Regions from separate parts of the Danio rerio genome. Here all the other regions are linked to region 1. A link is a contact called in public Hi-C and HiChIP or PLAC-seq data. All regions are on one chromosome and are shown on one strand. The core of a region is the stretch at or near the end of the contact, and the rest is flanking DNA. Distances in the headings are between cores, read along the strand shown.

Evidence for each region. Hi-C and Micro-C count contacts between places; a contact is called where the count stands out from the background. HiChIP or PLAC-seq counts read pairs in DNA pulled down with a chosen protein or histone mark.
Region 2: a contact with region 1 is called in an H3K4me3 HiChIP or PLAC-seq map of embryo, with 2.3 times the contacts expected there. The contact joins the enhancer-like site here to the promoter of nr2f2 in region 1. A contact is called at or near these places in 4 of 18 Hi-C or Micro-C datasets (caudal fin, embryo and an unstated tissue) and 2 of 4 datasets of contacts at active chromatin or transcription factors (caudal fin and embryo).
Region 3: an H3K4me3 HiChIP or PLAC-seq map of embryo shows a contact between it and region 1, with 6 times the contacts expected there. The contact joins the enhancer-like site here to the promoter of nr2f2 in region 1. A contact is called at or near these places in 6 of 18 Hi-C or Micro-C datasets (caudal fin, embryo, fibroblasts and 1 more) and 3 of 4 datasets of contacts at active chromatin or transcription factors (caudal fin, embryo and pancreas).
Region 4: a contact with region 1 is called in a Hi-C map of fibroblasts, with 7 times the contacts expected there. The contact joins the enhancer-like site here to the promoter of nr2f2 in region 1. A contact is called at or near these places in 7 of 18 Hi-C or Micro-C datasets (caudal fin, embryo, fibroblasts and 2 more) and 2 of 4 datasets of contacts at active chromatin or transcription factors (caudal fin and embryo).

Annotation. Positions count from the first base shown.
Region 1 is chr18:25,297,606-25,301,083 of GRCz12tu, forward strand. It overlaps nr2f2 (nuclear receptor subfamily 2, group F, member 2), which reads right to left and starts at 1,486. Exons shown (of 3, transcript NM_131183.2): 1 at 264-1,486. The coding sequence starts at 729. It overlaps LOC100536923 (a long non-coding RNA gene), which reads left to right and starts at 3,312. Exons shown (of 4, transcript XR_012394318.1): 1 at 3,312-3,478.
Region 2 is chr18:24,869,099-24,872,749 of GRCz12tu, forward strand. No RefSeq gene overlaps it. Among named protein-coding and RNA genes, the nearest start is that of mctp2a, 110 kb to the left of the region's middle. Within about 2 kb of position 1,538, at least 6 of the 62 cell types and tissues checked have an H3K27ac peak or open chromatin away from gene starts, as enhancers often do.
Region 3 is chr18:25,025,033-25,028,928 of GRCz12tu, forward strand. LOC141378830 (a long non-coding RNA gene) reads left to right here. Exons shown (of 2, transcript XR_012394315.1): 2 at 716-2,368. Among named protein-coding and RNA genes, the nearest start is that of mctp2a, 270 kb to the left of the region's middle. Within about 2 kb of position 1,394, at least 3 of the 62 cell types and tissues checked have an H3K27ac peak or open chromatin away from gene starts, as enhancers often do.
Region 4 is chr18:25,687,037-25,690,645 of GRCz12tu, forward strand. No RefSeq gene overlaps it. Among named protein-coding and RNA genes, the nearest start is that of si:ch211-147m20.3, 210 kb to the right of the region's middle. Within about 2 kb of position 1,460, at least 8 of the 62 cell types and tissues checked have an H3K27ac peak or open chromatin away from gene starts, as enhancers often do.

The DNA.
Region 1 (3,478 bases), core at 236-2,735:
AAAAGCAATGGTTAGTTTAAAGCTGCGAACATGTGCAATGCGAAATAGTCGCTAAGGAGAGGGTGTTCTTTATTCGAGCATTAAGGGCGCCGTGATAACGCTCAGTCTCGAGCGCTATAGGCGGTTCCTTCGCATGCTGTGGACGGGCAGATTGAGAGAGAGGAGTCGGGGATAAAATACAGGAAGAAGCATGCGCGATTAAGTCAGGCTAAATACAGAAGACAAAGACAAAGACAGCAGTAAAACAACAAAAATCCGAATACCTTCCCGTCTCATGCCAACTTTGAGGCATTTTTTGAGGCGGCAGTACTGACACTGATTGCGATGGTGCTGGTCAATGGGACAATTCCTGTTGGCACGGCATGTGTAAGTGAGGTTCCTTCGTACGCTCCGTTTGAAAAAGCTTTTGCACCCCTCGCAAGTGAACTGGCCATAGTGTTTACCGCTGGATTTGTCCCCGCAAACCACGCACTCTATATGCTGTGGCTGCTGCTTTTCCGACTGGCTCTGCGTCGTCTGGTTCGTCGGGGTTGACTGTGTGTTGTTATTGTTGTTCGGGGGTCCTTGAACGGGTGTCTGAGGGGTCGGAGGGGCAACCTGAGAGGCCGTCAGACCCAGCTGGCCTGGTTGAGGGGTCGGAAGGGATAGTCCTCCTTGGGTTTGCGATGAGAGGGTGCCATGGGTCTCGGCCACATCGTCCTGGGAGCCTCTCCACACTACCATTGCCATATCTATCAGTCAACGTTAAAAAAACTTTTTGTTCCCCGTTTTTGGTTTCGGAATGCTTTGTTTAAAAAAATAATATCGCAGCACGGTGCCTCTATCACTTAGGAGGGTAAAATAAATAATTCAGGATCGGCACGGTCGGTTAGAGTCTGAATGTCCGTTCAAAGTTGCGCACCGACGAGAAACAGTAGTCTATTTCTTGACTGAAATAGCGTTACCTGGCATGTGGTTAAAATTGAAGCAAGCCGAATAGCAGCCTTGCTCTTAGAGGCCAAGTCCAGGGGCACTTGCAGTCATCCATCCAGTAAACCCATCAAGGAAAAAAATGGAAAATAAACACTGCGGAAGAAGATACGAACAGAGCAGGACGAACAAGTTCACGCGTGGAGCGATGTTCGGACGCACAGAGACACGCAGCTTTCAAAGATACTTGCGACACAAGAGAAGTTCCAGCGTAAAGTCTTGTAGAAAACCAACAACTGGCAAAAAATATTGCCGCTTCTTCCTTTTCTTCAAATGAGGTAGCGCTAGCAGCCGCGCGCAGTTGCAGCCTGTGCTCGAGTCAAATATGAAGTCAACTCTCCGGCAAGCAGGACCGATAATAAAACAAAAAGATCACAACCTATAGAACCTCCTTCATGCGCGTAAAAATAATAAGAGAGAGAACAGAGAATCAAAGTGATCAAATATGTTAAAAAGGGGGAGGTTAGGAAGTGACTGCGATTTGTAGGCGCTGGGCTGGCAGAATGCTTTCTCTCTGATCAGCTCACTGAGCTCTCTATATAGTGAACTTTGACACGACTGCTGCAACTTAGCACACGTTACCATGGAGATGAGTTGCCATATATGGAAAGTGACTGTGTTTGACTGGTCAGAGCTCACGGACCTCCCCCTGAACCCTATTGGCTAGTCGGCACTTGTGCTACTTGGTTCTTTGCCAAAGCCAGGAATAAGGGTCGAGGAGCCGCTTGGTCCTAAAGAGAGAAGCACACAGTTCCGTGGAAAAATGATCGCAATACATGCAGTCATATTTTTTATTTGTTTCAAATAAAATACACGTTTGACGTATATTTTATCACCGTTTCCACACTCCAGAGATCCATTTATTTTTAAAAATAAATGTTATAAAAATGTAAGTAAATCTATATTAAATTATAGGCTACAGTCCCTCTAATCTGACCACAAAACGATAAGAAATATATGTCCGTGATAGTGATATTACTGCCATTCAAAATTTATTTATTTTTTGTTCTTGCCACTTGCCTTGCACACCATTCACTCTATAGACTGACCGCAACGTGTGTGATTTGGTCAGTTCCATTAATCCATTAATCCGCATTAACGCCTCGTTATAAATCATGAAACTGCATATCATTCATCAAGTCAATATTGCACCGACAAATACATTTAAAACAGAGAGCGTTCACGAGGGAACAAGCAACATACGCGAGAGACTATTGATGTAAGTTCGAGCACTTTACACTGTAATCAAGATATATGTCAAAGACGCGCAAGATGCTACTTTGTAAGCAATACAGGAGAAAAGCTTGTTAAATGAATAATATTAAAAATACTAAATACAGGGTGCATATATATATATATATATATATATATATATATATATATATATATATATATATATATATATATATATATATATATATAGAATTGCTTTATTTTATCATAAATTTGAGCATTCACATACTTATTTATATAGGGCCTGTATTCATTAAATTAGTCTAAATGAGCTATAAAACTTTCGTAGGCTAATACTTATGCATTAGTCTTATGTTTAAATCGACTGTCTTTAGTGCATGTACACAAAAAAAGGATAACTGATTAGGCTACTACTGACGCCGTATACCGTTATCAGCACAATTTAATATATTGTTTGCAAAAGCAGAATCAATTTATATTAATGTAACTTTCGTACACATGACGAGTGTGCCCATAAAAATAATAGTCACCTGAAAAATATTTTGGTTGACAACTTTGATTGCATTGCAAAGATTTAGAGGTAGCCTAAAAACGAAGGTCAAACAGTTCTTAGCTATTTATATATAAATGGTGCATTCAACGTTTTCTTATAGATTTTAGGATTACTATGTTTTTAGGGCCTTGGAATACCACGTATATACCTTACAAAATAATTTAATAAATTATTCCACGAAATTCTTGCATGGATCACATGGATATAAGGAAACCCTCAATACATTCGAAAAACGCCTAAACATAAGATAAATGACGGTCAGCGAAAAAACAAGAAGCCCAGAAGTCTTATGTTAATTGACATAGATGTTAGCTGGGAGCCTCGGGGTGGTCAAATAAGGTGTCTCCCTTCTCGCTCCTCGGGTTATAAGTCAGAGCACATTTTTAAAGCTCGCTTGTTGAAGTCTACTTTCTGTATCACCATGGGTTGTCGGAGTTGGGTCCACTGAAAAATGTACAGTGCTAAATCACAGCATATGCTGCCTCGGAGGAAAAATGCAGAAGAGACTGGACGTACAGCAGTATATGGGCGCCTCCTAGCGTTTGGATTATTTCTGCCTGGAATCGCTCTTTAAGGTGGAAGAGCCATCTTAAATGGAAACTACATCGGTCGCTCGCCTCTCACATACACCAAAGTAACATGCGCCTATTTTAATCTGATTAATGCTTTTGAGATTTCCTTCTAATTGACTTGGACGTTGCAGAGGTGCGTTTGTAGGTCTACGCTACACATTTTCTCCGGAGTGTTTTTTCACGCACGGGA
Region 2 (3,651 bases), core at 288-2,787, 430 kb before region 1:
ATGAGGTCAACTTGCAATAGCCAATCAGCTTTCTGTTATTAACTCAGTGCGCAGGGCGAATGTGACGTCATTGCTGTCTTTGCGAAGGTTCACTGTGGGTGCGTGCCACATGATTTCGCCTGGTGGAGTATGGCGTTATTTCACTGACAAATGTCTTAAGCGCACTATTACAAGTTTGCAGCGCATCCATGTAATACGAGAGCGAATCTCTTTGCTCACGCGCCAGTTTCCCTCTGTTCATGGACAAAACTGCTCGCGAGCTCTTAAAACACTGGCAGCTCATGTGCGAATGATCTGCTCTCGCTCCATCGGACAATGCGGACTCACAATTTTTTTGTCTTGTGTTTCCTCCTCCGTTCGTGCTTTTGCTCTCCAGAGATGCTTCAGCATACTGTAGTATTAAGAATAGTGAACTGATAAAATACAGTGTCGTTTTACTACAGTAAAGTGTGGTGAATTGTAGTATAATATACACAATATTGTAAAAAATAAAAATAAAAAATCTACAGCAGTTTTGTCCACAAACCAGAAATCCGTGCACGAGCAAAGAAATTTGCTTGCTCTTTATACATAAGTGCGCACTTGAGTTGTAATACTGCGCTCACGTCATTTGTCAGTGAAATAACGCCATAGTGAAATTTATGGAATTTTTTTAGACTCTGATCAACAGTTTGCATGGCGCCACATTTGATTTGAGTTGAATATCAAACAGTTTGAAGAGTTTTTGTCTGAAACAGATATACTCCATACATCTCTATGATCCATCCATGCGTGATCATAAAGATAACCAGATGACCGATAATTCTTGGCTTGAAATTTCAACAGCAGTGGGAAAGGAGGAAAGTTTTTATGAAAGTTTGGAAAAACCTGAGGGATAAGTTTGTTAAAACAAAAAAAAAAAAAAAAAAAAAGAGTCCCCCTGAAAAATCTTCAATGATATTAATGATATGACCTTGTTCCGGAAACTTTCTACTTCTCTTTTTATTTGTCTGATTTAACTGTTTTAACTTTTTTTTTTTGACCGACCCCCTTTCATTTAAAAAAAAATATCTCAATGGCGAATGCATCAAGTTTAAAAGGCTTGTCCGTTTCTTGAGGTGCGTGATGTGGCGCCAGGCGAAAGTATAAATAAGCATTAAGATGTTAGTTTGTTTTGTCTGTAGTTCAATGGTGCATCTAACCTGTCTTTAGTACTGTACAATTAAAATACATTTATTTGCCACTAATTTTGTAATTTTTGCATTTTCTCTTTGTGTATGTGTGTTTTTGATATTGTGATAAAGGTCTTAAATTTAATAATTAATGGTCTTAAAAAGGTCTTTAAAAGTCTTAAATTTGACATTGTGATATCTGCAGAAACTCTGTATATAGCAGCCACTTTGTTTTCTTGCCTAATTTAATACTATTATATTAGGATATTAATATTCAAGTTCAGAGTACCAGTAATACTCCAATTCAAGTCTGAAATAGCGCGTCTGGTTGCGCTCCGCAAGGCAGATGATTTAAAGTGCAGCAAAAGCTTTGACGTTGATCATTTTCCAGGTTGTCTCTCAGTGAGTCATGGAGCAGCATGACGGTAGGTAGTGTAAACACTGTGGGTCTGTGGTTAGACGTGTAGGGGAAGCTCTCTCCAGCAGAGGGGCACCTGCTTCTCAAAGCCGGGCCGCTTAATCACTTTCATCTGGGCCCCCTGCTGCCTCGCTAACCTGGTCTTACTTTGGAAAGCAGATCTGTCTTTCACATCCTCACACATGCCTCCCCTTCTTTTGCTTTCAGCCTCGGTTGTTTTACCTTTCTAATTCGGCCCAGATGTGACGGGCCGCTACACCGCCCGCTCTTCCCCCTCTCCCTCTCTCGCCCACCTGCTCGCTGACCTTCAGACCCCGCAGCCAGACTCCCATTTGATTCCCCTTCTCCTGAGTGAAAGGGCTGTTCTGTAGCTCATCGCAGTGCCTCTTATAGCTCGGCCCCGTACTGCCCGGAGGGTCTATGTTCGGTGTTGGTGCCGAGAAGCGCTGGCAGCCCCCTGTCCCAGTCGCAAGCCTTCATGGCTTTTGTTACTCCTTCAATGACTCAATCAGAAGCTCCATGCCCGTGGCCTCTGAATAACCCACCTCCCATGAAGATGGCTGTAGACCAAGGACTCATACGGGCAACTCTTTGAGAACACACACACACACACACAATAGCAGCGGTGTTCGTTTTTGGACTAAAGATTTAGCTTTGGATACTCTGAGGATATTACAATATTGGCCAATTATCATCTGAAGGAATTTCATTATTGGAAAGAAAGGGCTGCTTTTGCCGAATCATCTTGCATTTAATTGGATCGGTCCAGTTGGACGTCCCGACTTGATGGACAGCCCAGATCTCTCTAGACCGGCGAAAGTCTGCGTCTGCCTCTGTTGGACAGGCCCCAGTAAATAATCTCTCGCTGCTAAATGCTCACTGTTAATTGTGTTTCCTTTTTTTTTTTTCCAGATAATTACGACAACACCTCTGCGCCTCAGCTTGAAGGACGCACTCCGCCAGGGCCTAAGCAGGTGCCTCTTACTGACTGACAAGAGCTGTCAATCATCCGTAAAGAGCTCTCCACTTTCCTACAGCTGTATGCGCCGATATTCCCTTTTGTCAGTTTATACCAAACACCAAATGAAAAAGCCGGGGCTTAACCAGGTAGCAAACAGGCCCCAGACTGTCAAAGGGAATTAGAGCGAGCATGTCTGCTTCTCTCCACTCTATCTATGAGGCACTCGCAGCGCTGTTCCTCGCACATGATAAGGGCTTTTACTTATGGGACCTGCCGTGATTAAGAGTCCCTGGGTAATAGAGCCTTTCCTTGCTGCCGCCGCCGCCGTTACAATGGTCAATGAAATTGCCGACATCTTTTCCAGTTATGGGGAGATTTTTCTTATCTAAGAAGGATAACCATGCGTTTGAAGGGAATGTTTGGCCAAGAATGGAGGTCTGTCATTCATTCAGCCTCATCTCTTCCTACACATGTATGCATTTCTTTCTTCTGTTTTAATACAATTTATTTTTTGTTTTTCCATGCAGAGGGATGCTCATTTATTTTAAAACAGAATTTAAAAAATGGTCCTAAAGGTTTAGAAAAAGATATAAGGGTGAGTAAAGACACAAAAGTTTGAAGTATCAGAACCACATAAAAAAATAAGTAATGGAATACTATAGTATTTTATAGTAGTTTATTTTAGCATATTTACACAAACTACACTAAATTAATGTTTGGAGTAACAACAGTTAACCATGTCAATGATAATAATCTTTGAATAAATCTTAATGCTTTATATATTTCTCAATAAGTCAGAATTATTAGCCCTCCTGTTTATTTTTTTCACTATTTTCTGTTCACCGGTGAAAGGATTTTTTTCAACATATTTCTAAACATAAAAGTTTAAATAACTCATTTCTAAAAACTGATTTATTTTATCTTTCCCATGATGACAGTAAACATATATTTTACTAGATATTTTCAAGACACTTTTATAAAGCTTGAAGTGACATTTAAAGGCTTAACTAGGTTAAATTTGGTTAACTAGGCAGGATAGAGTAGTTAGTCAAGTTATTGTATAATGATTTTTTATGTAGACTATAGAAAAATATATAAAGCTTAAAGGGGCTAATAATATT
Region 3 (3,896 bases), core at 144-2,643, 270 kb before region 1:
AAAGAATATCACTAAGCATCTTAAGGTTTTAGTGCAGTGTGGCGGCATAGACCGGGCCTCCGGAGCCACTTACTGCCATATACTGTATTAGGAATGGCTGAAAAAACACACCAGAGGGGTTGGTGGGAAAAAAGCCTTGCGCTCATGGTAAATTAAGTTTGGGTTAAATGAAATAGAATAGGAGGAATGATCTAGAAAAAAAGGAGTAAAGGTTAAAAGGAGACTGATTGTTGTGTTTATTGTTATTGCGGATTTTGCCGAATTTCGTCAGCCCTCGTCGTTACGGAGCGTCTGTGGATTTACAATGTGGCATTTTATTTCCGGGATTGAGTGGTAAAGGCAATACTATCTGTACTAGAATGCCTAGAATCTTTATACGCAGTACATTCTTGTCCAGATTTCCAGGGTACTATCAGTTTCAGACAAAGCGCCATCTGCGAGGTGCATTCAAGTCTACAGGACTGTGGCGATTGTCATGATGGGAGAGATACATTTTTCCCTGCTCTCTTATTTGTTTTCTTTGGTATAGCCCAATAACAGCAAATGCACAAAGGGGATTTTGAGACGTAAATCCTTTTTTGGGGGGTGGCGGCGGTGTTGAGGAGGTGGTTTGATAAGGTGCAAAGATGCACTGCATTGAATGTATGTGTTTGTTCTCCTGAGCAGCTCTCACACCCTCTCTCCCTCCCTCCCCTCTTTTCTTTCTCCTCTTCAGTCTCATCAGCCACCGTGATTAAGATTTGGCACCTTGGACCACATTGTCTTCATTTGGAAATATTTCAGCTGCATTTGTGCCACTCGGAGGGGAGAAAGAGATAAAGGAGGAGAAGGGGAAAAACACACCCTGTTGTGTGAATCCTAGAAAGGCCTTGAACCCTGCCATTCATCCTATTCACTTCATCAGCTGAGTCTAATTGCTAGAGAGGACAGGAGACCCAAGGCCTGATTGTTCCTTATCCTCTTTGGAGCCTTCTGAGGCATGAAAAGCGAAAGGCCTGCTTTTGATCTTTTTTTCTCTTCTCTCTACTCTCCTCTTCTGGTTTTCTTTCTCTTCTCTGTCATCCCCTGCTATCCTTTCCCTCCGAATGACATTCTCCTTTCACACCCTTGCCCTCTTCTCCATCCACGCAAAATAATTATCAAGCTCTGCTTCATCAAATAATGCTAGAGATAGGAGGTCACGGCGGGGAGGGCCAGGGGTCTGGAGGTGAGGCCCTGAACTGTGGAGAAGCTCCTAGCTCATCTTAGCGGCATGCTCCTTAGCTCAGGGCACCTTTATGTACCTTGACCCCGGTTTTCGTTTGCCTCTCTTAATGAGACCCTCTTACACAGCCGACGCGGTCCCGGCCCTGCCCTGTTAGGGGGCTCCGTGGTTGTGAGGCCAAAGTACAATAAGACACAGAGGCCGTGTTCAGACAAGGGCGCATCTGTGCTGTCTTATTAAGGCCTGAAGAAGAGCTCATGCTTCTTAAAGTCCCACAGGCTTGGAGACAAGATCTATTGACATCTACTTGTCCTCGGCGGTCAACGCCTTTCAGTGGAGGGCCAGCCTATACACACAAGTTCTTATTAGAAGTAATTTCAGGAAGCTTATTTAGAGAGGCAAGTGCTTAACTTGCTTTAGGTGACCATGCAGGCCACGGTGAAAGTGGGTGAATTTGGTGCAAAAAAAAAATTCTTTAGACTCAAAAGATGTCAAAGGCCAACCCTGTCGGTGGACGAAAATAGTTGTTCAGATGAAGAATTGTGCACAGCAAGTATGCGGACACTTATTCTCAAGCTTCAGCCACTTTCGCAAGCACTTATTATGACAGTTGTTTAGAAGTGGAGTGGGCGAATTTTGTTGGATGACATCTCAGATGTGATTTCGTGAAAAAGAGGCTGGTTCATTTTGCTTATTATTTTGAAAATAGCTTGAAAAGGTATTGCTATTTAGCATGTTACAATTAAGATACCTTCTTTTAAGGAATCATTTAAGTATTCTTGTAAAGTTTTTACTGCTAAATTTACACTATCCTAAAATCTGTCACAAATTGGAGTAAATTGCATTTTGCAATCACAAGTGGTGACAACTGAGCAGCATTATTTACAGTAAAATTGTTAAAAAACTGAAGAGGAATTAATTGTGACATGAATTGAGCACTTTTATCTGGGAAAATGATTAAATTACTAAATAGCACCATTAAAAGGAGTCTGTTAATAGAGCTGTAGAGACTGATAAAGCTAGCTAAATGCTTCTCACATTCAACTGAAAAGAGAAAAGCCTGGCTACTAACACTTCTACAGGACAACATATTCACTATGATACTCTAAACTTTAGTTACTATGCTGTATTAAAGATTTATCAGCATGGAAAATATTACTTCCATTGCTGGCAATTTCTATTAAATTGTGGTTCACAAAATCATACCAAAAATTGACTAAATGTTCTTAATAAAAATGGCAAGTCGGATGGCAACAGTTGCTATGGATGGACTGGTCAGGAGCATTGAAAGGTGGGGTTTAGCACTGGGTCAACTGTGAATCACAATTACCAATAGTCTTTGACATGCAGCACTGTGCTCAGATTCCCAATGCTTTACTTTCCAAGAATACAAGCGTTCCCCATTGTTCTGTAGAGCCGAATATCTGAAGTCTTTTATTATGAAGGTGCAAAGAGGAAACCTGACAATAAAAACAATAACTAGTTGTAAACTCGGCTGTGCTGGCAAAGTGCATAATGAAGAATAAGCAGACAGAAAAAAGGATGTAGCAAACAAACAAGACGGCAAACAAAAACCTTTAAGCAATCATGTAAAGCACGTCGAACATCTGAGCACTGTGTGAGAACAAAGCGGAGCCCCTGTCAGCCCATCGATCTGCTCCTGAAGGCACTCGTACGCACACACATATCTACTTCCACAAGGCTCCAACTGCACCCCGTCTCTCAGAGAATGCATGTATTGATCTGGCCCACTTCTGTAGAGTTAACTCACTGATAAAACCTGACCACAGGGCTTCCATGGGCCCAAGAGCGTTCGGGATGCTGTTGAAAAATACAGCAGGAGAAAAAAAAAAAGATGAAACACAAAGCGAGTGGAAAAAGATCGCTGCCTGTACGTCCCCTCAGTCTGGAGAGATGAGGCTCTTTGACAGTTGTGTCTTTTTGGCTGGATTTATTTATATATTTCCTCAGCATTGTGTGCTTAGACGGCTGTCGACTGTACCACGTGGATTGACAAGCGTTCAGAGATGTTGTGCATATTGTCATCTCCTCAAGTGCACCCACTGGAATTCCTCTTAGAAATTCAGAGTGATGTGAGGAAAAGCTGATTTTTTTTTTAATGCTGTATTAATGCAAAGGGTTGGTCAGCGCGTCTGTGCGCTTCTGCATCTCGCAACGTGTTGCTTGTGAGAATGTGTGTGTGTGTGTGTGTGTGCGTGCTCGAGTGCATCCAACATTATATGCCAGTGTGGATGTGTGTTTGTGTGTGAATGTGTATGCGTGTTGCCATGTTAGAATGTGCAGCGTTGTCATGTTTGTTACATTTCATGTGGGAGGGTCTGCTGAGAGGCAGGCCATCTGTAGTGTTCTGAAGATCGACATGTTGTAAAATGCGATTGGAGAGTGTGGAGACTCAACTTGTCAAATCTTGGCACATAATGAGGCAGAAGGGAGTGAAGGCAGGAAAAAGATTCAGAGATAAACAATTAGATTAATCCCAGCGGTAAAGGGCACAGACAATGGGATGACTCAAAGAAAAAACAAAATCAATATGGCAACTGCTGAGGACACAATGGAGTACAGTGAGGAAGAGGCTAACACTTATTTCTCAGATGAGAAGACATACAGACACGTGGCGGAGGAGTCACGACTTGTTCAAATCAATACCAGTGTCAGCACTATAAGAGCTACC
Region 4 (3,609 bases), core at 210-2,709, 390 kb after region 1:
TTAAAACACTCACATTCAACGAAAGAGGTGGTCACTTTTATATGTTTAAGTGCATAGTGTTCAGGATATCATAAGGCCTTGAGGCAATCAGATGTAAAACACAATAGTTATGAGTATTTTAAGTTGTAAATTGGTCAGATTTGACCCAAACACGCCAGGAAGGTTAGTAAAAGTCAGAATTATTAGCCCTGCTGTCAATTTTTCTTTTTACCAATTTTTTCAACACATTTCTAAACATAATAGTTTTAATACATCATTTCTAACTGATTTATTTAAGCTTTGCCATGATGACAGTAAATAATATTTTACTAGATATTTTTCAAGACACTTTTATAACCCTTAAGTGACATTTAAAGTCTTAACTAGGTTAATTTGGTAAACTATGCAGGTTTGGGTAATTATGCAAGTTATTGCATAACAATGGTTTGTTTTGTATACTATCAAAAAATATATGTAGCTTAAAGGAGCTAATAATTGTGTCCTTAAAATGTTTTTTAAAAAATTAAAAACTGCTTTTACTGTAGTCAAAATAAAAAAATAAGACTTTCTTCTTACTACTGTAAAAATTACCTTGCTCTATAAAGCATCATTTGGGAAATATTAAAATAATAATAATAATAATAATAATAATAATAAAAAATCAAATGGGGGCTAATAATTCTGACTTCAACTGTATGTGTTTATTTATATTTATAGATTTGCATTTATTTTAACAAACACAAATCTGCATAATATGCCACTCCCACCCCCCTCATAAATATGTTATTCTTTAATGAAAATAAAACATCCATATTTTGATATTTGAAGAGTTCAGAAGCAAAAACCTCTAAAAGTGCCATCTGAAATTCTCTTCTAAAATTAGCTTAGCATCCTATATGATTATATCCAGTAATTTACTTTAAAAGGTAATAAAAGTAAACTTTGCTATAAAAGTAAAATATACTGAACCTACACAGTCTCATAAAAAACAACAGGATAAAATAGATTAAAATTTCATGTCACTTTTTTGTTAACAAAAGGTATTTGAAAGTATTAAAATGCTATTTGCATTTAATATGCTTTCTATGTAAATGAAAGACATTTTGTACATTTATTTTTAATGCAAACTCCACAGAAAGAAAAGTAATAAAGAAAAAAGGTTAAAAAAAATCTAACACAAAAATAAAACCACAAAAAGCCTTCCTACAGTGCATTGTGTTTGAGCAAGCCAAAAGATGAACAATAATGGAGCTTAAAGCGGCTAATCTCCGAACACACGGTGCATGTGTTCATCCAACATCTATACCTCCATTCATTCTCAAACTCTACATACTAGCCACAGAGGAGCAGTTTGATGCACATCTAGCGGTGTGCTATTTTTATTATTCAAACTGTCCACAGAATCAAGCCTTCGTGTCTTGCAAGCCGCTTTCACAGCAGGGAACAATGAGTGGTGAAAGTGGACGGAGGATCTACAGTATCACTGCTCCCCCTGGTGTGCAGGAACGGGACGGTCGGACGGGTCACAGTTCGCAGAGGGGCGTTTGTGAACCCAGCTGGCTTTAAGATGGCTGGGTGAAAACTGGGAGACACTAATTCTGCTCAATGAATCCAATTAGACTGTCTCACCCATTTGGAGGAATATGTGTCTGCTCTTCCATTATCCAATCTTTCACACTGGACATGCCTTGTTATTGTTCATGCATGGTTATTTTGTGTGTGTGTGTGTGTGTGTGTGTGTGAAATGCAGTTTTTTATTATAAAAAAAAAGCCAGCAGTGCAAATTATTGGTTGTTTTCAGAGGATTATATATATATATATATATATATATATATATATATATATATATATATATATATATATATATATATATATATATATATATATATATATATATATTTTTTTTTTTTTTTTTGTCATATTAATGCAATCGCACTTTGCATGTGCAGTTATATTTATTTTAATATTTACTAATTTCGCAAACACTAATAAATGCTACCTGGCAGAAATGGAAATATTTATGTTTGTTTGTTTGCTTATATATAATATAATAAATAAATATATTAATGTTTTATTGTCATTACTACTTTAAAAAAAAGTTAAATAACAAATAAATAAAAAATAATAAAAAAAAACATTGTGCTGGGACAAAAGAAAGAAAAATATATATAAAAGAACAGGAATAATAAAAATAATAATCAATAAAGTAAATTAATATTAAATAAACAAAAAATACATATGAAATAAAGCATTTATTTTATTTCATTTTATGTATAGTCGGCAAAATAAAAAAGAATAAAAATAACTAAATAAAAAAGAAATAATAATAATAATATATCACCAGCAAAGATAACATTTTTGTTTTCTTTTCAATTATCAAATCCTAGATGAAAGCCATCAGTTTCTCTCACAGCATACATACATGAAAAGCAAAGGCTGTGAATCACATAAGACTGCCATTATGAGTCATTAGCAAGCCTTATGCTTTAAACCCCATTCAGGGACTGCAAGCAGGAGACTTAAACATGCCAGGCCGCTCCGTCCCTAAAGGGTTAAATGCACATGTGCGCTAACCCTCACACACATACACACACTGCCATCCTGAAAGCGCACTAGGCTGGCTGTGCATACAGATGCACTCATCATAATTCATTTAAGCCCATAATTCTCAGCAGGCTAATGCCCCACCAAAGACCCTCAACATCCTTAAAGAGTTAAATCATCACTTTGGGGAAGAACAGAGGAATGGAGAGGGAGAGAGAATATATGTGTGTGTGTGTGTAGTCCATAGTCCAAAAATTTTATATATATATGTATATATATCAGTCAGAATTATTAGCCTCCTGTTTTATTAGGCCCCTGTATATTTTCCCTCAATTCCTTTTTAATGGAAGATTTTCTTTCACGAAAGTTTAAATAACTAATTTTTAAGAACTGAATCTCTCTTATCATTGCTATGATGACAGTACATAATAGTTTACTAAATTTTTCAGGATAGTATTCAGCTTAAAGTGCAATTTAAAGGCTTAACTAGGTTAATTAGGTTGATTTGGCAAGTAAGGTTTATTAGGTAAGTCATTGTATATGTGGTTTGTTCTGTAGACAAGTGAAAAACAAATAAACAAACAAACCCCCAAAAAAAACGGCTTAAGATGGCTAACATTATTAACCTAAAAATGGCTATTAAAAAAAAATAAAACTACTTTTATTCTAGCCAAAATAAAAACAAATATTTTTTTTACAGAAGAAAAAATATAGGAAATACTGTGAAAAAAAAATTGCTCTGTTAAACATCATTTGGAAAATATTTGAAAAAGAAAAGAAAATTCACAAGAGGGCTAATAATTTTAACTTTGTCTGTATAGACAGTTAAACAAACAATAAAGAAACATTTTAAAAAAATAAATAAATAAATACTTTTTTTGTCATTTGTAAATTATTATAAAAATACTCTCTGTTTGTGTGTGTGTGTGACTTTTCAAGGATGACTGGAAGTGCTTGGACCAGTCCCTTCAGTCAAGTATGTTGCCATGCGAGGGATTAGCGTGTGTGAAGCTCCAGGTCTTGACCTGCAAGCCTGGAAGCCAGTCTGAAACCTGACCCCAGACCAGGTGTGTGCCTTCGGGTCGA